Linked DNA regions of Hordeum vulgare: all the other regions are linked to region 3. Evidence: chromatin contacts called from public Hi-C data. All regions are on one chromosome and are shown on one strand. Each heading gives the region's core, a stretch centred on a gene start, on an enhancer-like site or on the middle of the called end of the contact. The rest is flanking DNA. Distances are from core to core; before and after follow the strand shown.

What was found. A called contact is a pair of places that touch in the nucleus more often than the background predicts.
Region 1: a Hi-C map of seedling shows a contact between it and region 3, with 4 times the contacts expected there. The contact joins the promoter of LOC123444542 here to the promoter of LOC123444544 in region 3. A contact is called at or near these places in 5 of 6 Hi-C or Micro-C datasets (leaf, seedling and an unstated tissue) and 1 of 1 datasets of contacts at active chromatin or transcription factors (embryo).
Region 2: a contact with region 3 is called in a Hi-C map of leaf, with 3 times the contacts expected there. The contact joins the promoter of LOC123444545 here to the promoter of LOC123444544 in region 3. A contact is called at or near these places in 2 of 6 Hi-C or Micro-C datasets (leaf and seedling).

The regions. Positions count from the first base shown.
Region 1 is chr3H:506,820,427-506,823,715 of MorexV3_pseudomolecules_assembly, forward strand. It overlaps LOC123444542 (probable myosin-binding protein 6), which reads right to left and starts at 1,323. Exons shown (of 6, transcript XM_045121299.1): 1 at 1,025-1,323; 2 at 1-245. The coding sequence starts at 166.
Region 2 is chr3H:507,237,518-507,240,533 of MorexV3_pseudomolecules_assembly, forward strand. LOC123444545 (alpha-mannosidase I MNS4) reads right to left here and starts at 1,401. Exons shown (of 17, transcript XM_045121304.1): 1 at 1,196-1,401. The coding sequence starts at 1,342.
Region 3 is chr3H:507,074,069-507,077,018 of MorexV3_pseudomolecules_assembly, forward strand. It overlaps LOC123444544, which reads left to right and starts at 1,667. Exons shown (of 8, transcript XM_045121302.1): 1 at 1,667-2,010; 2 at 2,500-2,869. The coding sequence starts at 2,008.

The DNA of each region.
Region 1 (3,289 bases), core at 73-2,572, 250 kb before region 3:
TCGAGCAGAACGGACAAGGTACCGGTAGTTTGCAGAGACGGGCAAATCGGGTGATGAGGAAGGAGTAAACTGCATCGATGAACAGCAGAAGCATCAAGATCCACTCGAGCAATGCGGAGGACAGTGTGACTGGCAGTCGACGCAGGACTGTCATCCTTGTTCCCATTGTCTGACAGAATTACTTGAATCTTCGCTTCAACGCGCTGTTTAGATGGTCAGAGGTGGTTGGTGTTGAAGCAGGATCTCTACAAGAAGTCAAATCAAAGTTAATAACCAGCAAAGTTTGAGTTTTACTTGTGTGTTACGGTTAATCCGGTTCGTGATACAATTAACAAGACTTCATTGAAGCTGTAGCCTGTAGCCTAGAGACATCAGAATTCGGTACGATTAAAACCTTGGCCTTATCATTGAGAAGATGAAGGAGGAAATAATGATGGCAGTGTGCAGTGTCATCGCAGCGATATGGGTGGGTTTGGTGAAGCATAAAGCCAGTCTTAGCTGGAGCGGGAGACCGAATGCCAGGTTGGAAAAGCAATTGATAGCAGCAAGTGTCGGGCAGCAACTTACTAGGCAACCACAGTGGCTAATTGGCAATAGCAGATACACTAGACCAAGAACAAATTATGCAGGACAAGTGATCCCTGTAGTAAGCTGGAACTTGTTGAGAGCTAAGCAACTGAACTCGGCCAACAACACAACATATTCCGGCCACGAAAACCACTTGGCATAATGGGATTCGATTCTAACAGTGATACCCACTTTCCCTCAAAGCTGCGGGTGAAATGCTATCGTCTCAACTCCCAAATCCCCCATAGTCAAATCACTAGTAGGAATCTAGGGTGTGTACAGAATCAAGCAAATGAGCCACGAGCTTAAAACTAAGAATAGAAGGAACAACATGGTAAGCATAATTGCTTCCTTGCAGGTTGAACTTGAAAGACACTGTGCCAAGAAGCAAAGTAAGCTGAAATCACGGGTCAGCCACAGAACAAGATCACAGGAGGAGCGGAGTTAGGATTAGGACCTCGCCTTTGGATCCAAGCCGAGAATCAGCACGCCGCGAGAGATCCCGATCTGCGACGATATATGGCCGGAGCAGGCGCCAAAAAGGAAGGGGGTGGCTAAGCGGAGCAGCGTCAGGAGGAGGAGGAAAATGATGAGGCGGAAAGGTGGCAGGGAAATATATTCTCCCCACCGCCGAAACGAGCCAAAACCGAAAGCGGGGGCAAGTGGGCGGTGGCCGGTGGCGAGGCCACGACGGAGCGGCGTGCCGAAACGGAGAAAGCCGGCCTCAGCGGGCCGGACAGCGACGCGGGGCGGTCAGAGTCAGACGAGGGCCGAAAGGCCTGCGGTGGTTGAGCTCTTCCGTCCCTCGGTTTTAGTTGGTCTAGTGGTCACTGCTGCTGAGTAGATTAGCGCTAACGGGGGTTGTTTAGGCTGCCCCGTGGAAAATGACGTCTCGATGTGAACGGAGGAATCATATCAATAATGGACTGGAGTGGATGATGGCGGTACTGATTGGGAGCCTGACTGTCCACGCCATGATCTTCAAAGCTAGAGTCTAGAGAAGAATAACTTATATCTTCCTTGATGAACCCACTTTCAATACATTGGTGCTAAGATGAGGGGCTAAACACGTCAAATAGAGTCTAGAGAAGAGTAACTTATATCTTCCTTGATGAACCCACTTCCAATACATTGGTGCTAAGATGAGGTGCTAAACACGTCAAATAGAGTCTAGAGAAGAGTAACTTATATCTTCCTTGATGAACCCACTTTCAATACATTGGTGCTAAGATGAGGGGCTAAACACGTCAAATAGAGTCTAGAGAAGAGTAACTTATATCTTCCTTGATGAACCCACTTCCAATACATTGGTGCTAAGATGAGGTGCTAAACACGTCAAATAGTTTAACAACTAAAGTCTCTGATGCATAGTTGCTTAGCTTATTGTAGCTAAGGGGGGTGTTTGTTTCTCAAGGGACTAGACTTTTTCTAGTCCCACGGACTAAAGAAAAAAGTACCTTCAGTAGAGTCTTTTTTTAGTCCCTTAAAAAAAGTCCCTCCCGTTTGGTTACACACGGACTAAACAGGACTTTTTTTAGTCTAGTCCCAGTGAAACAAACAGGGCCTTTGCATCCTTATTTAATACTTTTACAACTAAAGTTATGTATGCATTGGTGTATTTCTTTCATTTAGTTTTTTTACCTAGGTTCACACGCTTAGCATTGTTTTTTTTGGGTCACCATACTCATCTCTCTCCTATTAATTAGTTTGTCATATTAGATTTTTTACCTATGTTGCCTCACTTGTCATGGATGGGCTCCTTCCACTTGGAATTTGTGGTGCCTAGGATGCGCTCCCTGGAGTTGCATATGGGATGCTTCCCCATAGGACATCCGTAGTGGGTTTCCTTCTCTTGGCCGATGAGATCTGACTTTGCAGCTAAGGATCCCAAGCCACCGCCATAGAATGTTTCCTTAAAAAATGACAAAAGGGGCTCGATGGCATACAAGGATCGCAAATCCTTGACTGTGAGGTAGAGGAGATCAGCGGCGGGGCCTATGAAGAGACTGACGATGGTCGAACTAGAGGCATTGCCGGTGGAACACTTAACCCGTGACATGTCCTTAATGAAGATGTCAATGTTGATGAGCTTGATGTCATTGCCAGCTCTCCTGAGATACAGGAATACACGAGCCTGCAAACTTGAAGCCTTCGACATTACAATGTAGTCAATTCCCTCACCAGCTTTAACGACGAGGTATTCCTCCGGGATCGATGGGTTGGAACAAACGATGCCACCTCGCGCCTTTGCTCGTATGCTCCTCGTTCTCCCCGGGATATGTTGTCGGGCTTAGGCCGCGACTCTCTAGGGTACATGATGGGGATCAGGGGGAAAGGGACACCGCACGCCTCGTCGAAAAACTTAGGGCAGCGAGGGTGTATGTGGATCGGTGGGTAACCTGAACTTGTGTAACTAGGAGGCACATGCATACTGGCTAAGGTTGGTGGTGGAGGGCGGCAGCAGGGGCGAGCTAGGGTTCAAGTGGGGGAGAAGGGAGAGGGGTGTGGACTGTGGCGGGGGTGGTGTTTTGCGGATATGTTGCGGCTACTAAAACATTTAGTAATGGTGGGTGGATATGATGGTGGACAAGAGATGGCGACGGTTCAAATGCCTCGGCAACTGAAATTTTACTATAGGGTCGGTGGTAGACGAGGGAGGGGTGGCGGTTGAGAATACCGCAACCATTAAAATTTGAGTAAAGGAACTGAAGCGGGGTGAGAG
Region 2 (3,016 bases), core at 151-2,650, 160 kb after region 3:
CTATTCTAGCTTGTTCTTATGCCATTTAGAGACTCTCGAGTTATTGCCACTATTGCCTTCCAAGGTAAGAAAGTATTACAAGCATGATTGGTTAACAAGTTAATATGTGATGTTATCTTGGTTGAGTACAGAGGAAGACACAAAGGATTCCTCTTGGATAAATCAGATAATTGAACTGGCCTAAGCTGCACCTGGTAAAAAACGAGCTATAATTTGATTATAACCTCATATCCTAACATCAAGAACATCACCAGAATGTGCCTCGCACAAGGCACAAAATATTCAGAACCTTACCCAGAAATGCTTCGTTACAAGATAAATTTAAAAAGGTTCAGAAAAAAAAAGTGAAGTCTTTTTCTCAAAACAGGGCAACCTCAAAAGCACCACAAAGTTGAGGCAACTTGAGGCCCGAAAATGATCTCGTCCAATAAAAATCCAACGGGTATGCTCATAAAAATGCCTTCGTAACTGGGGTATAGGGTGGAGGGACGATTGCTTCAAGTCCCAACTGGTACCACTATTTTTATTTTATTTTTGCGAGATAATTGGTACCACTGTTAACACGATCTTACAACTAATAACATGTGCCGGTGCGTTTCGGGAATGCCAAATCTAAAACTGAGCTGTGGCTGTAGTTGTTTTTTCACTCAAGTAAGCTTGAGTAGTACACATGCTCACAAGCACAATCGAACAATGATCCGGAGGGGGGGATATGAAACTTTCACCAAAGGTGTCAGCAATATTCATGAATCGAAGAAATGTGCCCTGACAGGAACACTAACAGTGCCTTTTGGCATCTCACATCAGGCATGAAAAGACCAAAAGTGGTGGTCGTATGATACAGCTCACAAATGTGGCCCCAAGTAGTGAACTCTTGGAAGTCAGTTCCTACATTCTCCTGGGATAAACAGTGGGTAAGACTGAAGCCAGGAATCTAACATTTTTTTCCAGGAATAAACCGCGGGTTCGGCAAAAGCCATGAATCTAAAAATTTAACTAGCCAAACCAAGCAAGCTGATCAGTCCGGGGAGCCTAGCTCCAGATTGCAAAACCAGCTTGCAACCGAACTGAAGCAAACGATACCATTCGGGAAAGCCGAACTGTAATGGAACCATGGAACTAGGCAACTAGCTACTAAGCTACGACAGGCTGCGGCTAGGAGTGGCGGATCTGAGGCAGGGACGGGGCGGGCTACCTCGTCGCGTAGCCGGAGCGCCTCGGTAGGCGTGACGCCGTCTGCGACGGCGGCGCCGGGGAGCAGGGCGACCGCGAGGAGGGCGGCGGAGAGGCAGAGGAGGGGGGAGCCCCGGCCTTGGCTCCGCAGCCGCATCGGCTGCATCATGTTCGGGTTTGGGGACGGGCCCGAGAGACGAGGGGGAGCCCGGGAGGAGGGAGATAGGACTGCCAGGACAGGACACTCCGTCTCCAGGATACAAACACGACTCGAGGAGACGTGTTCTGAAAAAAAAAACATACTAATAAATACAACTACTCTAAATATAAGTATTTTAAAAGATTTCATTTTAATATGAACTACTCCCTCCGTCCCAAAATAATTGTCTCAAATTTAATATAACTCCGTAGTAGAGCTAGTACAAAGTTGAGACACTTATTTTAAGACAGAACGAGTATATATGAAGCAAGATGAATAAATTTATACTCTAAATTAAATCTAGATACATTTATATGTAATCTTTAGAAAAATCTCTAGAAAAAACTTATATTTATGAATGGAGTGAGTAGTAAGTGCGAGGGTGCAATGTATGTGATATTTGACATAATATTAATTACATATTGATAGAGTTACAGGTATTTTCGAACAGAGAAAGTACTGGATAAAATATTAATTGTAATTAGATGTGATCAGTGTTGGCTTGAAAGGCCCACATTGGTGTACTATATGGGTGTGTTTCGTTATGACCGTCGCCCTAAGCAATGAAGGACCTACATACTCTCGTGTTGCTGGTAAGTTAGGAAGTGTGAAACACCGCAATGCTTATGTTGGAGAATGCATCCCCGCGATTTCAACCAAATCTAAAGAGTAGGAGATAAGAATAAACCCACCTTTGATAAGAGAAGGATCAACAAATTTAGGGACACACTCGCTGAAGGCAAGCTCAAGGAGATACACTTGCACAACCGCCGCTTCATCTCGAGTAATGAGCGTCAGGACCCAATCTTGAGCAAGCTTGACTCCTTTTCATGTAACTCCGACTCAGACATCACCTTTGACAATCACATCCTCCATGCCCTTTCGTCTTCCCTTTCGGATCACTGTCTGCTTCTGTTGTCGCAAGATGTTGGTCCTAAGCGCCCTCGCAGCTTCCGTTTTGAAAATTTATGGCTTTCTATGCCCGAGTCGGCGCAGCTTCCGTTTTGAAAATTTATGGCTTTCTATGCCCGAGTTCCACCAAATTTTCCAACAAGCTTCGGATGTCCCTACTGAACACCTTGAGACTTGCCATGTCTTATTCCACAAGCTTCGCAAAAGAGCCTTCATGCTCAAATGTTGGAGCAAGAGGTTATTCTCCTCAGCCAAGATCCATCTTCACATGGCACTGCATATCATCCTTCACCTTGACACCCCTCAAGATAACAAACCTCTCTCGCCATAAGAGTCCAACTTGCGATCTAGACTGAAGAGGCGAGTTATCGGGTTGGCCCCCTGGTTCGAGTTAGAAAAAAGCAATGCGTCTGGGTGAAAATTTTGAATGAGGGCGACGCCAACACCAAGTTCTTCCACCTTCGAGTCAATGCGAGAAGAATAAAAAACTTCATCCACCGGCTAAAGGTTGGCCATGGTTGGGTTACCTCACACGAAGGAAAAATGAAGGCGACAGAAGACCATTTCAAGAAGATCTTTCACAAAGCACAAAAAGGACAAAGTATTTCAACTGGTATGCACTAGACCTCGAGGGTGTGGATCTTTCCATCCTCGGCAATACTCTGAATGAGAACGAGGTTCTTGCTGCCATCTCTCAGTTACCTGTGGACAAGGCCCCCGGGCCCAACGGAT
Region 3 (2,950 bases), core at 417-2,916:
CAAATTTAACTTTCAATGGAAGCAAATTTTCTCGCTGGAAACGAATTCTTGCTTCATTGGGATACAAAGTGAACATTTATAATGGACACATATTTCCTGTAAGATCGAAACTAGGCTATTGTTGAAGAAAAATATTGAATTTATGGAAGCACATATCTGACAAATAAATCGGGTGAAGAAAACAAAGTATCAATCCTGGAAGGTCTCATAGATGGAAGCACTAAATTGGAAGCAAACTTTTTTTTACGTAAATTAGAACCAAATTTGTTTTAGCTTGAATTGGAATTAAAAAATATGAACTAGTAATTGAATCTAACTTTGATGGGAAACACATCTAGTCAGTAGTGTGATTATGATAGGAATATTCCCATGCTCATGTTGCCATATGTGTTATGGAAGAGAAACAACCAGGTAGTACTTTGGGGATTTATCATCAAGAATCGAAGCATCATTTACACGGTTTATTATACCATAGAATTTAGGAACACGTTTCCGAACAGACCTATTTTCATGCTTCCGTCGCACAGGTGCAAAAATCTGATAAGCTAGCGTGATTTAAGGAAGCATCCAACAAGAAAACAATGATCTAGGAAGGAAGAAGGAAAATACGCATGGAGCTAATCATGTAGGGCGTGGGTTACGGGAGCAGTTAGGAAAGCACTCAATTAGCAACTACAACTAATCTTTTGTGGGCCTAAGTTAGTAAATCGGAGGTGCCTCCTGCTTTTAATCCGATGGCCAACGACTAGTCTGATGGATGTAAAGCATCAGTAGTCTGATGCCTAGTGGTTCCCTATATATATACCTGAAATATAACCGTTAAAATAGAGCAGTTGGAATATAGCTGTTGAAGGTTATAAAACAATAGCTGAATTGATAGTTATAAAATAATATTATAATCTTGGAGAGAGAATATAGATGTTCTATATATAGGCATTCAGTCGCGAAACTGAATTTGAATATGAGAAAAATCTTTTTAAATCATTATCTATACGAACATATTGACATCAAATACACACATGCTATTGAAGATACTGTTATGACACATTTATGATGTAATCTAACGTAGTTCTACATAGTCGTTGCAGTTTTTTCTACTACTCCTTGGAATATGTTTTTCCTACTGTACTAGTACATGCTTGTAAGGCCTTGTAATCCCTCGAATAAAAAGGACGCGCACAATCATACTAGCAGCATCGATCCCAGTACTGTTTTTCCTTGCAATGAAATCATCACAACATAGCAGCTCCATACACACACGGACCGAAAATTCTCGGCGGAGAAGATTCCGAGAATCCACCCTCTTTACACGCGCACGGCGATTCCCGATCCCACCCTCCTTTTCCACGCACGGAGATTCCCCTTCATCCTCCTCGCGAGTTCCCCCATAACACCACCCCGCACCGCAGTTCACTCAACAACCCGTGTTATCTCCGTCCCCGTCACCTACAGGCGACGCTGCCCTACCACGACACGGACAGCTCCGGCCCCGGCACGCGCCACATCGGCCGTCTCGACGACGCGCGGCCGTCGGATCGCCGCCATCGTCTTCGTCCCCGCGATTTCTTTCTTTCTTCCCCGTAATAAAACCCGAAGCCGCAGCGCGGGTAGGGCAGGGCAGGGGGGGGACCGAGGCGGTAGTCATGTGTCTCAGGCGCCCTCTACGTGGCGCAGCCTCCGCCTCGCGTTCCGGCGCTCCTCCGCCGCATGCGGCGCGCACGGCACAAACAAAGCATCTCCACCCGCACTCCCCACCGCGGCGATGCTGCCCTCCTAGACCGCTCCCAAATTCTCCGCCCAACCAGAGCCAGGCTAGCTAGCTAGCTAGCCCGCCATAAGCCGCAGGCGCCGCTGACCGGATAGACGGATGCCCTGGCCTCCATTCGCCGCCGCCCGCCGCTAAATCCCTCCTCCTACTCCTGCCTCAGCGTGGTGGTGGCGGTGGTGGTGGTGTGCCGGACCGACCGTGGCCCGCCGTACTCGGGGACTGCAATGCTGTGACATGACATGGTTAGTTGCTCGCCGCTCCCAGAGGTCGGCTGTTGCATCAGCGATCACTCTCCTGTACTTGTTTCATTTATTTATACGCTCGCTCGCTCGCTTTTCCCGGCCGATGCTGTCTTGATTATTCTGCTTCCGGCGTTAAGCTAGCCTTTTGATTTTGTAAGAACGACATACTAGTATGGCACAAGTCGGTGTACATGTCTACTTTTCCATCTAAATTGGGTAAGTATAGTTGTGTTGCCTTGCGTCATGATCCATTCGTTTCGGGTTCCTAGCAAGGTGAACAGGCAAATAAGGGAGGGGATATTTGCAAAATCTTATTATAACTTTTTTTTTCGAGGAAATCTATTTATTATTTTGGAAAAATAGAGCAACGAGTTTTTTTTTTTTGCATCTGTTAGTTTGTTTCTAGTAGTTCGTTAGCTATAGCATAGTTTGTTTATAGAGCTGCTTTACTTGTTTCAAACATCCTCTTACCTTATGGTCTGCTGAAAGGCATCTGGTGGGCATTCAGGTGCAGGTGTAAATGCAATCGAAATATCCGGCATGAGCCCTCTGTCCGAGCTGGTGTGGTCTCCGGATGATGGTCTCAGCATTAAAATCGCGGCGTCCAGCCTAAGCACAAGAAAAGCCTCTCTTCGCTGGAACGCGGATACTTTGAACATAGTGATATCTTCGCCTCAGCAGAGCGGCGCCAAGAGTGGTGATAACGTAGATGCCACCCTAAGGGATGCAGGAGAAATGCCGTCGCAACCTCCAACTCACGGTGACACCTCAGTGAGAGTATCCGCGGATAGTCCAAATAGAACACAAAACATTGATGTGCAACAATCTACTTCTATAACATCACAGGAACAAGATTCAAGTAAGTTTAAAAGACACCAATCTAATTTAGTGAGTTCGAGTGGTTTAGACACGTTGATGCTTGGCTTTGGCTTTGGCTTAG